2 separate regions of the Mus musculus genome follow, and region 1 is linked to region 2. The links are chromatin contacts, called in public HiChIP or PLAC-seq maps. All regions are on one chromosome and are shown on one strand. Each heading gives the region's core, a stretch centred on a gene start, on an enhancer-like site or on the middle of the called end of the contact. The rest is flanking DNA. Distances are from core to core; before and after follow the strand shown.

Region 1 (3,620 bases), core at 1,037-3,536, 120 kb after region 2:
TGAACTCAGAAATCAACAGCAATAAGTGGAAGGAATTAGAATCTGGCTTTGACTTGACTTCTCAACTACTTCTGTGGTAGCTGCTGTCCTTTTGGAGCCTACAAAGCTCACAAGTGGCAGAACCTGAACCATGTCCCCATTTCCAGCTCAGAGTTAAGCTCTACCTTAAAAAAAAAAATAAAAGTAATGTGTGCCTTACAAATGAATCTCTGCATTTTTTATAAAGAGTGAAATACTCTCATTAGCTTTAGATGGCTTGTAATAGGAACATTTCATTTCTGATGAGTTCAAAGGGCATGTTTTGCAAGGTGGAGTTGTGTGTGCACATCAGCTTTTCCCACTACGACCATATGTGTAGAAGAATAAGCAAGACAAGCAACCAGGAGAAGTGAGCATCCAAGCCAGATGAGCAGCTAAGGAGGCACGGCAACTTTAAAAACACAATCAAACAGGTAGCATCCAGGGTCCAAATATAAATATCCATTCATAAATGCAAACTAGTCCAATCAACCAGCTCTGGCATTTACAAAGCACGAAGTTACTCACTTTCAATCACCTGCAGGCGTGGCGGGTACTGTACAATACATCTGAGCCAATTAGCATTTATTTCTGAAAACCCTTTCCAAGAAAACATTTTTCTTTACATCCTATAGTCAGTCGGAGCTCTGAAATATGTGAGACAAGGGCTTTCTGCTGAGGCAGACACTATTTTGAAATGTTTTAAGGGGGAGTGTATTGCCTCCCGATGTCATTTACTGAGTGAGATTGCTTGGTTTGTTCGCCAACATGATGAGAAAATATACTTCAGGTACCCCAAGGTATTTTTTTGTTTGTTTGTTTGTTTTAAGGCCCTTTGTTTAGTACCGACCAAAGCCTGGGTTGATATCACGGGTCTGTATTTCTTGCAGGACACACTGCTCAGAATAGATTAGATGTAATATTTCCATGCAGATTCTCCTCACAAACACTAATGGCTTCATCTTTGTCCTCACAAGAGACATTACACTACCTATTGCACACACACACACACACACACACACACACACACACACACACACACACACACTCACACACACTCACACACACACACACACTCACACATGAGAGAGAGAGAGAGAGAGAGAGAGAGAGAGAGAGAGAGAGAGAGAGAGAGCTTTGTAATCTTAAAAACTTGTCTTTCCACTACTGCCTGTAGGTCTTCTGCTAATGTAGCAGTGTGATCACTGAATGGAACATTATGAGTGTGGTGTAAAACATTTCAGTGACAGGCACAGACTCTACACAATGTAAATTATTCTCATTTGGTCTCAAGTGAGTTTTCCTGGTGATTGGTAGTAATAGTACTGATAATAAAAACCAACCATGAAATGTTCCAGGAAGGAAAGAAACCTACCCAGCTCTCAAGCTTCTGGCTGTTAAAAGGTAACAAAACAGGAGGGTATGGGACATACAGGAATTCATGGATCATTTCACTTTTACCAAATCAAATGTATTTTAATGTTACTCTGGGTGGTCTCTTTCCCTCTATGCTGATAAATTTCTAAGAAAAATAAGAATGTCTAAATAGCCAAACACCCTTATATATTGATATCACTGTCTGTATATGGCTTCTCCAGAGCTTCTAAGTAAATAAAATTAAATTGAATTTAAAAAAAAAATAAAGCACAGAAAAGGTAGCTCCAATCTCACTGAGCATTTAATGATTTAAAGATGCCGAATAGGCGGTGTCGTCCTGAAATCTAGTGGGTTGACATTAAGTCTAACAAAACAGATGTTCTCTCTATACAATGAACCCCAAACATCTGTTTCTTTCACAGACACACACTCCTTAATTCCTAGTCTGTATTGTAAGTCACCATTTCCAGACAGAGGCTGTTTCCTTTGAAAGATAAAGGAATAATAGTAAGCAGTTTACAAATCAAATGATACCTTTAGTTCTTATAATTTACATCTAAACATTAGGCTTTTAAAAATGGCAGCACGGGGAGGATTTTAAAATGAGAAGATGATCTGGTGGCTAGATTCTACGGTGCAAATAATTAAATGTTTTGTCAGCTTACCTGATGGAGAGCCTTAGGAATCACAGCTCAACAAAGGACAGCATCCAAGATGGTTAGAATGGAACGTGCCACCCCCAGTAGTTCTTCAGATTTGGGCCACAGGGATTTGCAAATTACATTCAATTTTTTTTTCTTGCTTTCTCTGTGGATATGAAAACAAAGAGACCTTTCCAGAATCCTTTCTGCTTATGCCTCCGCTTCCTGTTCTGAGATTCACTCTATGATACCCAACATATATCAGAAAACGGCCCTGGAAGGAAAAAAAAAAAAAAAAAAGAAAGAAAAAGAAAAAGCTGGCAGCATTCAACGTGTTACTGCCATCTACTGGCAGACACACGCCATTGCGCAAACGACAAAACACTCCTATTATTCTCCATCTCTTCGGAAGGCAGGAGGCAAACCTGTATGGAAACATTATGAATCATGTAAGGGCCCCACGGTGACAGCAGAGAGATGATGGAGGCGGGGGGGGGGGGTGGTGGGGGGTAACCTAGCTACCACACGAGTGTGCACAGTTAACCTTTCACGCCTCTTTATGTATTTACTTTTTAATTTTCTAGTTGTTTGATTAGGAATCACAGGTTTTCATAAAATCTTCTCTAAGTCTGCTCTTCCAAGATGAGGTCCCCCTCCACACAAGGTGAAAAATCTGGTTTCTTAGAAAATAGTACAACATATATGCAGATGTAAACTTTTCATATTTTTTATTTCTTTCTTTTGTTTTGGTTTTGAAGACAACCTCTGATCTGAATACCTTATTTATTTATTTATTTATTTATTTATTTATTTATTTATTTATTATTTTTTAGGTGTGTGTGGCATATATATGTGCTCCTTTAGGGGGTGTGTATGTGCTCATGAAGGGGCAGCGTAGGTGGGGGTTGACCTCAGGGGTCTTCCGTGATCTACCTCTAGCTCAGCCTTTGAGACATTAGGGCAGCAAATGCTTGCGACATTGAAACAGAATCACGTAGTCAAAGGGAAAATGACTTTTGTGAGTTGAGGGGGCTCTTAACAGCAGTTTTTGGTTTTACTTTTCACATTTAGAGAAAAATTATCTCATTAAACATGGAATTAGACTGAAGCAGCAAACTCCCCGCCTCTGTCCCCACTGCTGGGGTAGAATCAGCACCGTAGCAGGCCTGGTCTTGGACGGTGAGGATTTTTTAAAAAAATTCTTATTGATTCTTTGTGAATTTCACATCATTAGCCCCAATCCTACTCATCTCCCCATCCCTTTGTATCAGCCTTCTGCCCCTGCAACATCTCCCAAAAGAAAGAAAGAGAGAGAGAGAGACAGAGAGAGAGAGAGAGAGAGACAGAGAGACAGAGAGACAGAGAGAGAAAGAAAGAAAGAAAGAAAGAAAGAAAAAGAAAGAAAGAAAGAAAGAAAGAAAGAAAGAAAGAAAGAAAGAAAGAAAGAAAGAAAGAAGATCTCTCACCTTGGAAGCTGAGGTGTGTCATTGCAGTGAGTCATTGGTCTGGTTCGAGGCCTCTGGCTTCTGCTACTCCATCAATCCTGGATCCTCACCGGGACTCCGCTCAGATATCCTGTCGTTG
Region 2 (3,580 bases), core at 576-3,075:
ACAACATTTCTAGAGGACTTTAATGTTAATTATATCTGCCACCCTCCTTCTCCTCCCCTTCACTATAATCTGCATCTCATTTAACACACTTGTTTCTTCCCCTCCCCCTTCATAACACCTGACTTCTATCTTTCTGGCTTTGAAATTCCATTGGAGGACCCTATGGTAGTTTGAATGAAAATGGCCCCCATAAGCTTATAGATTTGGCACTATTAGGAAGTGTAGCCATGTTGGAATAGGTGTGTCCTTGTTGGAGGAAGTGTGTCATTTGGGGTTGACTTTGAAGATTCAGATGTAGATCACTCAGCCCATTCTCCAGCTGTTGTGAGCCGTCCAGCGGCTCACATGGATGGGGTACACCTGAGTGGCAGGCCGGCTCTGAAAGAAAAGGAAACTAGGCGAATGAGAGAGAAATGAAGCCAAGACAGTATTCTGATCAAGGCTCAAATGTTTAATGGCGGACACACTTTATAAAGAAGGGGGGAGGCCCATTCCCACCAATTCATCCTTGGAGCCTGGAACTAGCTGCAGGTGATGACATACAGGATATGGCATATAGTCTCCAGAATAGCTCCAGGGCCTCTCAGCAGGCAGCAGTATCTTGAAGAGGAACAGTGTCTGTGGCTGAACAATAGAGTGATCTAGGGAGGAAGACTCCACCCTAGGTAATCTCCTTAGTGGCAGCAAGGTCAAGGTCTGGCTCAGCCAGCTTCAGGCTCAGGGATGATGAGAATGGACTAAATCTCTGAACCTGTACTTTAAACATACATATCAAATATTAAAAGCTAATATTTACATGTGAGAGAGAACTTGTAACATTTGTCTTCCTGGCTCTGAGTTACCTCATTTAGAATGATTATTTCTGCCCCTATTCATTTACTTATGTTTCTAAAAAGAGGAATTAGTGTGCAGAGGGCCAGTCAGGCTGCACTCCTGGTGCAGGAGGCTTCCATTCTATGTAGGTGGGCCTAATCAGGAGAAAACAGGTTCTTATTTTCTTGTGGACATGGTTGATTGAATAATACATAAACTAAGAAATCCATATATATATAGGTATCCAGGAAAAAAGATTTTGTGAATTTTCTTGTGGAATTAGTTTCAAGAGAAGTAGTTGGTCACATACAGATAGTTTACATGAAAGAAGTTTTGCATTTATATACCCGTTTTATACTTGTATTTTCACTGAAGAATACAGGGTAGCATAATAAACAGTGAAGATGTCACAGCAAACTTTCTAAAAGTATCTGTGTTTAGAATTTAACAGGACTATAGACAAAAAGAGGGACTACGATTTGTACTATTAGTCTAAACAGTTAGCAGACTATGGCCTTTATTACTTGTTCATATTTTCGCCTTTAATTACAACCATTGGTTTTTATAGAGAAAGATTAAATTATTTCAGATAGGTAGTAACTTTTCTCTTATTGGGGCTTAGAAGAAATAAATGGCTTTTCTAGTGATAGTACTATTTAGGTCTATTTAAATTTTTGCTAGGTACACAGATGGCTAAGGAGTTTCATTCTTGTTCCTAATGACATTGTATTGGTGTGTGTGTGTGTGTGTGTGTGTGTGTGTGTGTGTGTGAATGTGTGTGTGTACTTGTGTTTATGTGTTTGTATATCTATACCATGCATGCATATCTGTGTGTTTTTGTGTGTACATGTGTGTGATTGTGTTGTGTTGGGTTTTTTTCTCTTCTCTTTCAGTACACTAGATTATTGATTGGCTTTTCACTGCCAGTACCAAAAAGGCTGACTGTTGTGTTCCCATATTGCTCCCAAACCATCCGTGCTGGTTTCAGCTCAGAGGGTAGAGGAGGAGGGCCCTCCTTGTCTCCTTGACAACCATGTGTCCTCCAGGGAAGCTGACTGGAGTTACACATCTTGTAAGAGCTAAGAAGAGGCCATTTTGGGGAATGATATCACCTCAATTCCCTGCTTTTAAAGCAATTTGCCAAATTATGTGTGCTTTTACATAATTCTGTGTATTTTTACATAATTCTATTACCCCAAATCCATGCAACATAACCTTACTGCACCAGCAAGAAAGCTGCGTCCCAGGTCTCTTTTTCTAGCATCTGGTGTGGATTTTCACACCCCTCCCCTTTCTGTGCTAAGTTTAACTGGGTTTCTAGTTCTCTAATGCACTGTGCTGATTCAAATATTAATGGACCTTAGAAAGCCAAATGTTCCCTTAGATGTATTATGAATATTTGAAAGAAAAAAAGTACCCAGATTTTTTTTTTTTTTTGCTTAAACAAAATTTTGTGTGCAGTTTGAAATTTCAGCACACACAAAAAAATGTCTGTTGCTGGGTGTTATCCCCATACTTGGAAGTTTGAAGCCACTGTGGACTGTCTGCTAAGTTCCACATGGGTTAGCCTGGCCTACACTGTAAGACCTTTGTCTCAGCAAACAATACTAGAAATCAAACAACATTAGATAAAGGTTTGTTTTCTGTGGGATCTAGTTAAAGTCTCTTCCCTGCTGAGAGTCAAGAATCCCAGCATAAAGCTTCCTTCCTGTTGGCTTGCTCTCAAGGCACCAGCAGATGTTGAAAAGCTTGTACTGGAACAATGGTAGCAAGACTTAACCAACTGCGTTCTCATTGGATGTGAGGCTTCACAGGGGGAAATTCATATCTAGTGTTGGGAGCCATTAAGGCAACGCTATTGTCCTGATCTCTGAATTGGGCCTCTCCCCCTGAGAAGAAAAGGGGGTCAAAAGCGGGCCACCGACACATGGATTCCGAGAACCACGGGAGGTTCCAGCCCTAGGTCATCACCGATGTCCTGACCACACCCTGATACCTCCAAGTTCCTGCTTCCCGGTGTAACTGCCTAAGAATGTGCAATTCTATTGCCCCCCCTCGCACTGATAAATACTTCTCCTTTTGCTTGTATTGCCCCATCCCTCCCGCTGATAAGTATCTGTACTTCCCCTTTTGCTTGTGCATTTAAACCTTGGACCTTTCTCAATACATTGGGGTCTTGATACAACTTCAGAACGGTTTCCGTGTCGTTAATCGTACAAGACCCTCGTCTCTCTCTACCCCCCATTTGGTTATTAGGAGGAGGTCCCCTCGAGATCCTCAAATAACTGGACCTGCTGGACGGGTCAATCTAGGACCATAAACCACTCAAAAGCTTGTTGATGAGGAGGTCTTAGGCTCTCATGGGGAAGCTACTGATGTTGACTTGAAGCAACACGATGTACCTGAGTCATTGCTGTCTAATATTTATGTCCATAGCATATTTTGCTAAAAAAAATGTAATCAACCAAATCTGCTAAAATTACCAAGTTAATTTGTAAGGGAGCTAAGCGATTGATTTACTCCATATTCCGAACGTTTTTACACATTTTTTTTCTTTTAGAAATAAATTCTGTTCCCAGAAAATAATTGTTTTTATTTTGCCTGCTTATATCTGGTAATGATAGTAGATTGACCATATTGAGTCCACTCACCGTACGGTCTTATCCTTTACAGCGGTCTCTGTGCTACCTTAAAGCAATTATGTTTATTTGGGATTTTTAGTTCTATGTTGGAGGCATTGTCTGACAGATACCCTTCAGGAGAAAAG

The links. HiChIP or PLAC-seq counts read pairs in DNA pulled down with a chosen protein or histone mark.
Region 1: an H3K27ac HiChIP or PLAC-seq map of embryonic stem cells shows a contact between it and region 2, with 18 read pairs. The contact joins the promoter of Scn3a here to the enhancer-like site in region 2. A contact is called at or near these places in 4 of 39 promoter capture datasets (the HPC-7 cell line, liver, macrophages and 1 more), 1 of 15 datasets of contacts at CTCF or cohesin (large pre-B cells), 2 of 484 Hi-C or Micro-C datasets (embryonic stem cells and muscle stem cells), 8 of 115 datasets of contacts at active chromatin or transcription factors (embryonic basal ganglia, embryonic forebrain, embryonic hindbrain and 3 more) and 2 of 9 other capture datasets (adipose tissue and pancreatic islet).

Annotation. Positions count from the first base shown.
Region 1 is chr2:65,565,206-65,568,825 of GRCm38.p6, forward strand. Scn3a (sodium channel, voltage-gated, type III, alpha) reads right to left here and starts at 2,287. Exons shown (of 27, transcript NM_001355167.1): 1 at 2,061-2,287. All of the region lies in intron 2 of Gm34833 (a long non-coding RNA gene), which reads left to right.
Region 2 is chr2:65,449,041-65,452,620 of GRCm38.p6, forward strand. No RefSeq gene overlaps it. Among named protein-coding and RNA genes, the nearest start is that of Gm34739, 35 kb to the left of the region's middle. Within about 2 kb of position 1,826, at least 13 of the 459 cell types and tissues checked have an H3K27ac peak or open chromatin away from gene starts, as enhancers often do. A contact at or near this core is called in embryonic stem cells, where this site is marked.